Linked DNA regions of Macaca mulatta: region 1 is linked to region 2. A link is a contact called in public Hi-C data. All regions are on one chromosome and are shown on one strand. The core of a region is the stretch at or near the end of the contact, and the rest is flanking DNA. Distances in the headings are between cores, read along the strand shown. Region 1 holds the start of EGLN2 (egl-9 family hypoxia inducible factor 2). Region 2 holds the start of COQ8B (coenzyme Q8B).

The links. Hi-C and Micro-C count contacts between places; a contact is called where the count stands out from the background.
Region 1: a Hi-C map of liver shows a contact between it and region 2, with 1.5 times the contacts expected there. The contact joins the promoter of EGLN2 here to the promoter of COQ8B in region 2. A contact is called at or near these places in 2 of 14 Hi-C or Micro-C datasets (cortical neurons and liver).

The regions. Positions count from the first base shown.
Region 1 is chr19:51,916,534-51,922,880 of T2T-MMU8v2.0, reverse strand. It overlaps EGLN2 (egl-9 family hypoxia inducible factor 2), which reads right to left and starts at 1,344. Exons shown (of 5, transcript NM_001261091.1): 1 at 440-1,344. The coding sequence starts at 1,276. RAB4B (RAB4B, member RAS oncogene family) reads right to left here. Exons shown (of 8, transcript XM_077982883.1): 8 at 3,320-3,580.
Region 2 is chr19:51,828,791-51,835,369 of T2T-MMU8v2.0, reverse strand. COQ8B (coenzyme Q8B) reads left to right here and starts at 1,785. Exons shown (of 15, transcript NM_001265945.1): 1 at 1,785-1,794; 2 at 4,011-4,115; 3 at 4,249-4,368; 4 at 4,513-4,579. The coding sequence starts at 4,014.

The DNA of each region.
Region 1 (6,347 bases), core at 95-2,594, 88 kb before region 2:
CAGGGATGGACAACAGGAGCGCAGGGAAGGATGCGGACAGGGACAGACAGCAACAGAGGACAGACAAGTGAACTGTGTGCCTGTCTACATCACTGCGCTTGGTCCGGGGCCCCAGACAGACACCAGGAGGCCATGAACCCCACCAAGGCCCATGCTGTGAATGTCAGCAACTCTCATGAGTTTCTTCAAGAGAGTTCCTGGCAAAGTCAAGAACCACTGTGGCTCCAGGACAAACTCCTAGCTTACAGGTGCACACATTAAGGCCCACAGGGAGGACAAGGCCCCCCCGAGTCCCCACAAGTGAGCAACCCACTCCACTGAACTGCCTAAACCCAGAAGCCCCCCAGAAGCCTGTCTCCAAACCCACTGTGCTCAGAGCACTGAATGCCAAACCAGGATGCTGCAAAGCCCCGCCAGAGAGGCCCCCACCTGGCCTTACCTTGGTGCGCCCGTTGATGACATAGCTGCCCAGCCGCCCTGCGCAGTGGCGGATGACGGCGTCCACGTGGGCCATGAGGGCACCAATGCTTCGGCAGCCTGCTTCATGGCCTTCCACCCAGGCAATCTGGTCCCCACGGATGCTGCGCGGCGGGATCGCCCGCTGGCTCACTAGCTGCCCGTCTCGCAGGCGCCCACCCCGTTTGAGGGCCTCCACCTCGGCCAGCACGCGGCCGCCCAGCGCTGCCCCCAGGAAGCTGTCCTTGACGCAGATGCCGTAGTACCGCATGCAGGGCACGATATAGTCCAGGGCCAGGCGCTCAGGTGCAGAGGGCAGCGCCTCCTCCATCAGCCCAGCACTGGCCTCACCACTGCCACTGCTGCAGCCGCAGCTCATGCCACCCTCCCGCTCTGCCTCCTGGTTCTCTTGCCTGGCCCAGGGCCGCTTGCTGGGTGAAGGGGCATCCCCACCATCCTCGGCCCATTTCCGTTTGGGGGCCTCAGGCCGGGCGCCCTGGGCTGCCAGTCGCTGGCACCCCTTGGTGACCAGCGCTGCAGCGCCTTCACTCTGCAGCGGCCGCAGCTCACCACCATCCTGCCCGCCAAAACCGTCCCGAAGGGGGCTGGCAGTGGTAGAGGTGGCTGTAGCTCTGGGAGTCCCACTCCCCGCTGAGGCCTCACTAGGCACTCCTGGACAGTGGTAGGAGGGGAGCAGGGGACAGGGCAGGTAACTCTCCACCCCCATCCTGGCCCGGCCAGGCTCCAAGGGCTCTGACGAAGACCCTGGTAACTGAGGGAGAGCCTGACTTAGGGGCTGCGACTGGCACGGGCTGTCCATGGCAGCAGTGTCTTCATCCCCCGGGCATGGAGGGCACCGCCCGGGCCCATGGTGCCACCCTCCTCCGCCTCCTCCTCTGCCTCTTGATGCAGCTGGGGGCCACCAGGCCTGGCGTGGGGCAGGGTGAGGCAGGGCAGACAGCAAGAGCTCTTCTCGTGCCCTGGGGGTTGCTTGCTGGTCCCCAAGTCCTCTGCCGTCCCTAAGGGCTTGGGAAGGGACCCTTCAGGGTGGCTAGAAAAAGGAAAAAGAAAAGGGATGTGAGAGGAGCTAGAGACAGGCAGGCTAGGGAAAGAGGGGATGGCATGGGCAGGAGTGGGGAAGACGACCAGGACAGACTTGACTATAGAGGTCCCCCAAAACCTGGGGCCAAGTCGGGGAGAAGACCCTGAGAATCTGGAGGTGTGAGAGTCCGCTGACAGACAAGGGACAGTGATAGGGAAAGGCTGGAGGCCAGAGGCTGGGTAGACGACCCTAAGACAGAGGACTGTGGTGCGGGTTGTGGGACGCGGTAACCAAAGACAGAGAAAGGAGGGCTGGAGTAGAAAAGGGTGGTGTGGAGGGGTGGGAAGGAGGGAGTTTGGAAAATAGGAGGGATCTGCCTCGGCGTTCCAGAGACAGACAGAGAAATGTGGGGGATTCTGAGAGAATCAGAGTTGGGGGCGGGGGGGTCAAAAGACAGAGGAAACTGGGGAGTCCAAAGACAAAGAGAACGAGGGACCCAGAGACAGAAAAACAGACCGGAGGGAAGCTGGGAGGGAAGCTGGGAGGGAGGGCCCGGGACGGAGCGGGGCGGTAGGGTCGACCCGAGCCCGACGGGAGGAAGCCGGCCGGGGGCGGACACACGCCCAGACGGAAGGGAGGTCCCGAGACTGACCGAAGGGAGGGGCCCTCGGGGAGAGGGTCCGCGGCGGCAGAGGGAAGGACGGAAGAGGGTGCACGCACCCGGAGACAGGACGAGGGAAAAAGGCACCCTCCTCCGGGGCACCCCCACGCCCCCAACCCCGGGCGGGCCCTGAGGCCACTTTGGAGAGCTGTAGCGACAGGGACAAGGCCTAGGGGCCGCTCGGACCCCCTCCCCTCCCCCTCCCCGCGGCCTCCGCCCGGCGCGCGCTCCCCGCCCCCACCCCAACCCCCCCAACGGCCGGCACCCAACGTCCCCGGCGCGCGTCCCCTCCCCCGCGCCGCACCCACATCCCCCTTACCGGGGTCGCCCTGGCAGGCCCCGGCGGGCGCCCCCACACCCCGCCCTGTTCGTGTCGGCGCCCCGGCTCCGACTCAGTCTCCTCCCGCTCCCTTCTCGCCCCGCGACCTCCTCACCAAGCTTTTTCCTCCGGCCCCGGCGCCGCCGTTTGTGCCAGCCGCCCTGCGCCGCACAGCGCGCCATACCCCGCCCCCACCGCGCGCGACGCCCCGCCCCGCCTCGCCCGTTGGGCACGTGACCGCGCCCCAACGGAGGCAACGGCGCCTGCGCAGACCTGAGCCGCGCTGGGCGAGGAAGTTCGGGACAAGCCCCCAGCCAAGGAAAAAGGAAACAGGGCTCCGTGGCCGACACGAGGTTCATTTGCATCATCCTCCGCCCCGCCCCCTTTGCGCGGGAGGGGGATCGCAGTGTGAGGGGCCGGGTCTGGGAGGGGGCGTTTCCTGCATGTTGGAATCAAGTGGCGTTGGCGGGGCGGAGCACGCAAATTATGTGATTTACACGAACAGGCCCACCCCGCGTTCCCCCCCAGCGCGGGCACCGGGTTCGGCAGCGCGGTGCGCGTGACTTCATTTACAGGGTTAGCTCCTCCTCCTCCTCGCAGCCCAGGAACGGGGGTGAGAGATGGATAAATGGCTGCGCAGTTAGTTGGCAAATGTATGTAAATTCGCACGTCAGTAATTTACATAAGTATCTTTTATAACGGAGGAGAAAAAGTGCGGGATGCCCTTGAGAAAAGGGAACGCGGACTAGAAGGGATGTTGTGCCAATGTGTATTTTCAAGACCCGCTCCGCCCTGCCCCCTCGGGACAATCGTGGGAATCAGAATAAAGAACCAGGGAAAGTCTGGGCAACAGAGTGAGACCTTATCTTTACACAAAATTAAAAAATGAAACAAAAAAAATCCACGGAACGCTACAGAGCTGGGAACATTTTGGGGGACGAAGGAATATAAGGTCATTTTGAATGCCCCGCCCCCTCCACCGTAACTCTGGAGAGCTGGGACTCAAGGCTCCCGCGGGGTCGGTAAGGCGGACGCGGAGATGGGAGGGCGACGAGCAACTGGGAGTGTCTTCAGGGGGCTGCACCAGTCCCCAGCAGGCCACCTGAGGGCGTAGGGCGGTTCGGGTGAGCACAAGGACATGCATACTGGTATCTACACATGCGTGAGGATTGCACAAAAACCCACAGTCCTCAGGGCACACACAGGGTTCATGGCCACACAAGGGTGTTTCTTGTTTAGTTTTGTTTTTGAGATGGGGTCTTACCCTTCTGCCCAGGCTGAAGTGCTGTGGCACGATCACAGTTCACTGCAGGCCCAACCTCCCAACTAAAGTGATCCTCACAACTCAGCTTCCGGTGTAGCTGGGACTTCAGGTGTGTACCATGACACCTGGCTAACTTTTTCTGTTTTTTATTTTTGTAGATGGGGTCTCTCTGTGTTGCCCAGGCTAGTCTCCAACTCCTGGGCTCAAGTGATCCATCTGCCTTGGCCTCCCAAAGTGCTGGGATTACAGGCATGAGCCACCACACCTGGCCACACATGGGTGTTTAAAAGGAGCCAAATTCACACCGAAACACACACAGACCTCAGGGGCACACATGCACAGGCACACAAGCGGTAGTGAGTCACTGCCTCTGATTCTCAGGCATCAGGCATGCACAGACCGGAGGCCCACCTATAGGTCCAAATTCCCATCCCTTGGCCTTGATGTCCCAAACAATACCAGCCTCACCAATACACTCACCAATACAATCACCAAGGCCACAGAGCAGTTACAGCTATCAGCATCACACACAACCAGCACACATTCCTATAGACATCATCCCATACGCAGGTACTGGAAACATGTACACGTCACAAACACAGGGACATCAGCATGTTTACACACTTGCGCTTAGAACACAGATTGTCACAAACTGTCCACACAGTAACAAATTCCCTCCCTCCGCAACAGGCACCTGAGTCATCATGCTTGGTATACCCCACACCATGTCCAATCAGGAAACGAGGCCCCCAAGGCCATGCCAGTGGCTCACACCTGTAATTCCAGCACTTTGAGAGGCTGAGGCGGGTAGACCACCTGAGGTCGGGAGTTTGAGACCAGCCTGACCAACATGGAGAAACCCCATCTCTACTAAAAATACAACATTAGCCGAGCATGGTGGCGCATGCCTGTAATCCCAGCTACTCGGGAGGCTGAGGCAGGAGAATCTCTTGAACCTGGGAGGTGGAGGTTGTGGTGAGCCAAGATCGCGCCATTGCACACCAGCCTGGGCAACAAGAAGGAAACTCCCATCTCAAAACAAACAAACAAAAAACAGAAACAAGGCCCCCAAACACCATGACATTTGAATCTTCCATCAGGGACCTCTTCCATCTCCCTGCCATCTCAGAATAATGGAGGCCAAGACACAGGTGTAAACAATGCTTTATGGGGGTAGGGTGGGTGCTGGACAGGCCTCCAGGTAATAAATAACAGGTACTAGCAACAGCAGGGCCAGGCGGGGAGGTAGGGACAAATGACCCTGGTCTCAGGCTTTGGGAGCTCTTGGGGTATGGTTAGGGGTTCAGGGGAACAGAGGTTAGCCAAGACAGAGGAAGCAGCAGCAGGTACGGGATCCCCCTTCCCCCGTGACTCAGTCTTGCCCCAAAGCCAGGCCCCACCAAGGAAGGGGGACAGGTGGCGGCGCAGCTTCTCCGGGGCCAGGGCAGGTTGGGACATGGCCTCTCGGAGCCTGGGCCTGGGCCTGGGCCTGGGCCCCGGCCGGAAGGGCAGGGCTGGTCCTGAAGAACAGGTGAGCTGAAAGAGAAGGGTGTGGTGACCTGCAGGGTCCCTGGGGTCTGTCCAGCTGGTCTCTATCTCATTTCCAGGTATTTCCCTGCCCTCCTATCTACATCGGTCTGTCCATACCTTTCTTCTCCCAATTTCTACATTGTCTGATTTTCCGTCTCTCCCCTGCAGGTAATTTGGGGCTTGCGCTGAGGGTACCTGCATCTCCCTGTTTGTTTGCCTCAGAAAGCTAAGTCTGTAAAGCCACATTTCCACATCTAAATATCATGAATCTGGCTGGACGCGGTGGCTCACGCCTGTAATCCCAGCACTGTGGGAAGCCAAGGCGGGAGGATTGCTTGAGCCCAGAAGTTTAAGACCAGCCTAGGCGACACCACGAAACCCCATCTCTACAAAAAAATACAAACATTAGCCAGGCGTAGTGGCATGCACCAGTAGTCCCAGCTACCTGGGGGGCTGAGGTGGGAAGATGGCTTGAGCCTGAGAGGTAGAGGTTGCAGTGAGCCAAGATTGTGCCACTGAACTCCAGCCTAGGCAACAGAGTGAGACTGTCTCAAAAAAATAAATAGGCTGGGCGCGGTGGCTCACACCTGTAATCCCAGCACTTTGGGAGGCCAAGACGGGCAGACCACAAGGTCAGAAGTTCAAGACCAGCATGGCCAATGGTGAAACCCTGTCTCTACTAAAAATACAAAAATTAACCAGGCATGGTGGCAGGCGCCTGTAGTCCCAGCTGCTTGGCAGGCTGAGGCAGGAGAATCGCTTGAACCCAGGAGGCGGAGGTTGCAGTGAGCCAAGGTCACACCACTGCACTCCAGCCTGGGTAGCAGAGGGAGACTCTATATCTCCAAAAAAATTAAATAAATAAATAAATAAAATGAACCTGCCTTTGTATCTTTCTGAGTCCCTCTATGTTCCTGGATCACCCTGGCTCTAAGTCTCATTTCAGTGTTCCCCAAACTGGGGAGACGTTAGGTTACTGTTTCTCACTTTGGTTGTATATAGCATTAACTGGGAGCTTCCAGAAATGCTGAAACTGGCTGGCTCATGTCTTTAATCCCAGCACTTTGGGAGGCCA
Region 2 (6,579 bases), core at 536-3,035:
AGAGGATGGGACAGATGTCAGACCCTCACTGCAACAATGTATGTGAACACGCACAGCAGTCTCCTTAGTCCTACAATTTCAGGGGCTCCTGGGCCCCATGAAGTCGGTCAGTGGCCCTCCATTGTAGACCCCCAGGAGTGGAGACAGTGCAGGCAGAGGAAAGGCGAGAATGAAAAGGGGGTGCCTGTAGTGAATTAGTAACCTGGCTGTCAGAGAGAGGAGGTCAGTGGATGGAAGAGGTTCCTGGAGATGAAATTGCTGGTGGGCAACTAAGAGTAAATGGGTAGAGAACTTCCTAAGCAAAGGCAGGGGAATAAGGAGTTTTGGGGGATGTGGCTCAAAAGGGCAGGATGGGTCCCACTCACCCCAGACCTGTCCTCAGGATCGCTGGCACCTCCGCCCCCGGCCACCACGTCATCCTCAGACTCGTCGAAAGAAGAGGCAGAGGAGAAGCCGCCACTGCCCCCCTCAACCCGGGAGGGGGGTCCCACTGATTGGGCCTCAGGCTCTGGGGTCTCAGGGGTGATGATGAGACGGGGCACAGGGCACAGAGGGCTACACTTCAGGTCAGAGTACAGGTGAGTCACCAATTCCTCAGGTTCTGGTTCCTCTAATGGGCCATCCTCAGGCTCTCCCAAGAGGCAGTCTGTCCCAGGTGCTGTCTGGGAACCATCAGTGCTAGGTTGTGTCCAGGAGCCATCAGTATCCTGTTGTGTTTGGAAACCACCAGTGCCAGGCTGTTTCCTGGCTGTTTCAGTATCCTGTTTTTTCTGGGAGCCATCAGTGTATGGCTCTGTCCAGGGACCTTCAATATCCTGTTGTGTCCTGGAGCCATCAGTGTACAATTCTTTCCAGGAGCCATCAGCACTTGGCTCTTTTGAGGGACAGGCTCCTTCTGGGTGAGTCTGGAGGTTGGAACTGTTCTGGTGGGTCCAGAGGTTATCAGCCCAGGACTTGACCCTCTCTGGCTGAGTCTGTGACCCATGTGTTTCCAGCTCTGTCCAGGGCCTATCAACCCCTGGCTGTGTCCAGGGGCTGGCCTCCTCGGGCTGAAACTGGAAGTCGGACCTGCGCGGATCAGTCCAAAGGCCATCTGTCCCGGCCTCCGTCCAAGGACAGGTCGTCTCCAGCTCTGACCAGCTCCTTTCTGGATGCGTCCGGAGGCTGGACCTGTCTGGCTCCGTCTTTTGCTTGGGCCTCTCGGTCTCTACTCCAAGGCCAGCTTCCGAGGGCTCAGTCTGTCCGTCTGTCCAGAATTCTGTCTGCGAACTCTCTGTCCCGGGCGCAGGCCCGAGGCCGGCCCTCTCAGGCTCGCTGTGGAGGCTGGACCCCTCAGTCCGGGCCCAGGGCCCGCCCCCCTCCGGCCGCCCCGCCGGGGCCCCTGCGCCGGGCCCAGGTCGCTGCTGTCCCGGCTGCCGCCGCCGCCCTCCTCGCGGCGCCTCTAGTCCCATGCGGGCCGCCACGGGCAGCGCCCCAGCCTCCGCCTCGCTCAGGCTCCCACGGCACGGGCAGCGCCTCATGCCCGCTCCTTCGGTTCGGGCTTCGGCCGACCCGGCCACTCCTATCCCTTTAAATCCTGCGAGGGGTGTGGCTGGGGAGCCCCGACTCTCGGGTTCCGGCCCGCGGAGCTCCAGCCCGCCCCGCTGCGCAAGGGTTAACCGATACTCCCCTTACAGGGGAAAGCCCCGAAGCCCCGCCCCACCGGACGTGGCGCAACGGAACGAGACGGAGCCTCGTCTGACTCCGCCTCCCAAGAGGAGGGGGTTTGCCTCTGAGCGTCCGAAGCGCGACCAGGTATGCATCTAGGGCACCGGGGTCCTGGTGGCGCGCCAGTGGGCCCCTTCCCTCCACCCCTGTGACTAATCCACCCTCTCTACACAGTTGAATGACAAGTTCAACCTTCCCTAAAACCCCTGGTGACGAGTTCAGCCCTGCGCCCATTCTTCACGCAGGGGCGGGACAGACTTTCAAAGACTTGGAGATCCCACGATTATGGGTTCGAGACCTTCCTCTGCCAGTTCCCAGCTCCGCTACCCTGAGCAAATGACTTACGGTCCATTTAATTTTCCGTAATCTCTCTCATGTATAGAGCACTTGTTCTGTATCAGACCCTGACACGATTTCAGGTCATTCTCCAAGACTGAACAATAGGGATGCCAGGGCTCCATTTTACACATGAGGACGGAGGCTCAGAGATCCGCCGGCCTCTACCCTTTGTTTGCAGCTACGGGGCTATCTGATATGATCTCATATATGTGAAGCACGTGGCCCCAGGCCTGGCACTGTCAGTTGTAGCCCAGTGGGATTATTTATTGTCCTAGGTGATTTTGATATATTTTGTCCCTGAGGCTGAACTGCCACCCAGCTCCTGAGTCAGCCCTTCACGTCTGAAGGGGGACAGGAGGTGGATTGTCTTGAAATTGAATCAGCTGGGGGAGACACTGGGTACAGGTCCAAGGCTCTAAAATGAGTCACCTCTTCACAGACCAATGAGACGTCAAAGGCAGGAGCCCACCCAGTACATCATACAGGCTGGGAAGGAGAAGTTCAGAGAGGGATGAGGGCTTTTCTGAGGTTACACAGTACAGGAATAGAGACAAAGAGGCCTGATTCCCGACAAGAGGGGTTGGGACAGCTGGGTTCTGTGGGGGAAGCATCGGCATCCCTAAATCTCCCAGTGGTGGGAAAGATGCCCCAACCAGCTGCTTCTATTCCAGACTGTGAGAAGTGGGTGAGTCAGCCTGTTGTGGGGAGAGCAGGCTTTCCAAGACACACACACACACACACACACACACACACACACACACACACAGGATGGGAGCTGGTTTTCTGGGATGCCAAGGTTCCTGACTCAGCACTGGGAATCTTGGCTGAGTGTGTTCTGGGAAATGTCAGGCCTACAGGAAGCAGAGGGCTCCCAGTCGCACCATCCCGCAGGTGGGCGGGGAGCGGAGAGAGCAGGGTGTGTGAGGGAACAGAGCCTCAGTGTGCAAGTGTGTGTGGGGGGGTATGTACACGAAAGAGTTGAAGGCGTGAGCGGGAAACAGTTGGCAAGCAAGGCAAGGGGTTTATATGCGCAAGGAAGGAGGTTGGGTGCCAGAATGTGGGTGTTTGTGCAAAGTGGAGGGGCTCCATGTGCAAGGGAAATGTTTGCTGGGAAGAATGTGTATTCATAGGAGATGTGTTGAGCCTGCCAGGGGTAAAAATAAGAAGGGGGGTTGGCAAGATACGCGTGCAGAAGAGAGGCGTCAGGTTTGTAAGGGAGACTTTGCAAGGAAGTGTAGGGAACAGACGGGTCTGTCGCGTACAAGGCACTTTGAGGTGAGTGGAAGGGCAGACAGGGCACTCTTGCGCTCCCGCGATGCCTCAGCAATCCCCAAAGGTGGGCCCCCGGACGCCCACCCTAATTCCCGACTCCAACGCTCGGGCCTCGCTCCTGGCCGGTTCCTCCGCGCACAGATGGGGAAACTCCATGCCAGTCAGCGAGTTGCTGCCGCGCCATTGGTTGGCTGGCCGAAGGGGGCGGGCATGCTGAGGCTCCCGGAAGCACAGGAGGCCCCCAGCAAGTTGCGGAATCGGAGGCTGACAGCAGTGGGTGCTTAGCAACGGGTGGAGGTGCCCAGTAACGGGGTGGGGATCGGGCGGGGGACACCGGAGGAATTGCGGGTGCCTACAGGGCCAACAGAGGGGAAGGCGGTGCATAGCAACGAAGGGGGTTTCAGAGAAGTGGAGAGGTAGCCCCTGAGGAACTGTGGGTGTCTAGAAACGGGGGAGGACCCTAGCAACGGCGAGGGTTGGGAGAGGGGGAAAGTGGGTTTTGGGAGGCGCGCAGGAAGAGCTAAGGGTTCTTAGCAACCAGGGGAGAACCAGGAGAAACTGTGGGAATCTATTAATAGTGGAGGAAGTATTTGGTGGGTGGAAATCAGAGAGGGTGGACACAGAGGAACATGGGGGCCTGGCCAAGAAGCCAGGCAACTCCCACCTGAATAATCCCTCCTCTTCTCCTGCAGGCAATGTGGCTGAAGGTGGGGGGCCTACTTCAGGGGACCGGTGGACAGCTGGGCCAGACTGTTGGTCGGCCTTGTGGGGCCCTGGGGCCTGGGCCCCACCACTGGGTAAGAGGCTGGGGAGCAGGTCCCCAAGGGGAAGAGGCTGAGGGAGACTTCGTGGAGTAAAAGGACAGGAGGGGCCCAGAAGGGCCAGGTGATCCCATGTCCTCCCCTCCTAATCAAAGTATGTCTCTTGCAGGGGCCATGTGGAGGTTCTTGGGCCCAAAAGTTTTACCAGGGTGGGCCTGGGAGAGGCCTGGGTGAGGAGGACATTCGCAGGGCACGGGAGGCCCGTCCCAGGAAGACACCCCGGCTCCAGGTATCATTACCCCCACCCACCCAGCAACACCCCACGAAAACTGCTGGCCCTGTGAACTTGGGGAAGGGTGTGGTGGCAGGGTGGCTGCACTCTCTGGGCAGGATGTCCACTTTCCCACACTCAGACCTTGTCCCCATTTCCCAGCTGAGTGACCGCTCTCGAGAACGCAAGGTGCCTGCCTCCCGCATCAGCCGCTTGGCCAACTTTGGGGGTAGGTGTGACTTTGGGGGATCTTTGTGTGACCTCAATTAGAAGAGGCAACATTTACAGATTGAAGCAAGGGAGAGGATGAATCAGACAGGAAAGAGAGAGAGACAGAGAAAGAGAGACAAAGGCAGGGGCCTGCAAAGCCAAGAGAAATTGAGAGGAACGTAAATGATGATTTCTTTTTTTTTCTGAGACAGAGTCTCATTTTGTCACCCAAGCTGGAGTGCAGTGGCGCAATCACTGCAGCCTCAAACTCCTGGGTTCAAGCAATTATCTCGCCTCAGCCTCCTGAGTAGCTGGGACCACACTTGTGCACCATCACGCCCGGGTACTTTTTTTTTTTTCTTTGAGACAGTCTCGCTCTGTTGCCCAGGCTGGAGTGCAGTGGCACCATCTTGGCTCACTGCAACCTCTGCCTCCCACATTCAAGCAATTCTCCTGCCACAGCCTCCTGAGTAGCTGGAATTACAGGTGCCTGCCACCATGCCTGGTTATTTGTTTTCTGTTTTTTGTTTTTTGTTTTTGAGACGGAGTCTCCCTCTGTCACCCAGGCTGGAGTGCAGTGGCGCCATCTCGGCTCACTGCAACCTCCACCTCCCAGGTTCAAGCCGATTCTCTTGCCTCAGCCTCCTGAGTAGCTGGGATCACAGGCACGTGTCCACTACTCCCCACTAATTTTTGTGTTTTTAGTAGAGACGGGGTTTCACCATGTTGGTCAGGCAGTGGTAGAGCTTTGGCACCAGGCTGCCCAGGGATCAAGGGATGACTCTGCTATGTCCTCACTTTGTGATCTGCCTGCCTCGGCCTCCCCAAGTGCTGGGATTACAGGCGTGAGCCACCACGCCCGGCCGCCTGGCTAATTTTTGTACTTTTAGCAGAGATGGGATTTCACCGTGTTGGCCAGGCTGGTCTCGAACTCCTGACCTCAAGTGATCCACCCACCTCAGCCTTCCAAAGTGTTGGGATTACAGGCGTGAGCCACCCTGCCCGGCAAGCCACTGTGCCTGGCCCGGGTAATTAAAAAAAAATTTTTTTTTGTAGAGATTGGGTTTCCTGATGTTGCCCAAGTTGGTCTCAAACTCCTGGTCTCAAGCGATCCTCCTGCCTCGGCCACCCCAAGTGCTGGGGTTCTATGCATGAACCACTGCTCCCGGCCATAATAACATTTACTGAGAACCTGTAAGGTGCAGTGCCCCATATACACACATGCTGCACTGAATCAATGAGTGTTTATTTCTATTCTGTAGATGAGGACATTGAGGCTAACAGAGGGGAGGTAACTTGACTTTGGGTTACATAGGCGGATGTCATGCAGGTCACATGAAATAATTTAGTGGGTTGCAACCAGCATTTAAAAAGAAGAATAGGACAGAAAATATGCGTGCACCTGTAGAGCAGGGGAAAGTCTTGTTTCATGAAACATATACCTTGGTCTGCACTGGTTATAATGTAAACGTCTTCTTTACTGCTGATCATGGTTCAAGTTTTTGTTTTTTGAGACAGAGTCTTGCTCTGTCACCCAGGCTGGAGTGCAGTGGTGCAATCTCAGCTCACTGCAACCTCCACCTCCTGGGTTCAAGCAATTCTCCTGGCGCAGCCTCCCAAGTAGCGGGGGTTACAGGTGCATGCCACCACTCCAAACTTGTTTTTTGTTTTTTTGGTTTGTTTGTTTTTTTTTTTTTTTTGAGACGGAGTCTCGCTCTGTCGCCCAGGCTGGAGTGCAGTGGCCAGATCTTAGCTCACTGCAAGCTCCGCCTCCCGGGTTCACGCCATTCTTCGGCCTCAGCCTCCCGAGTAGCTGGGACTACAGGCGCCCGCCACCTCGCCCGGCTAGTTTTTTGTATTTCTTAGTAGAGACGGGGTTTCACCGTGTTAGCCAGGATGGTCTCGATCTCCTGACCTCGTGATCCACCCATCTCGGCCTCCCAAAGTGCTGGGATTACAGGCTTGAGCCACCGCGCCCGGCCGGATTTTTTTTTTTTTTTGTATTTTAGTAGAGACGGG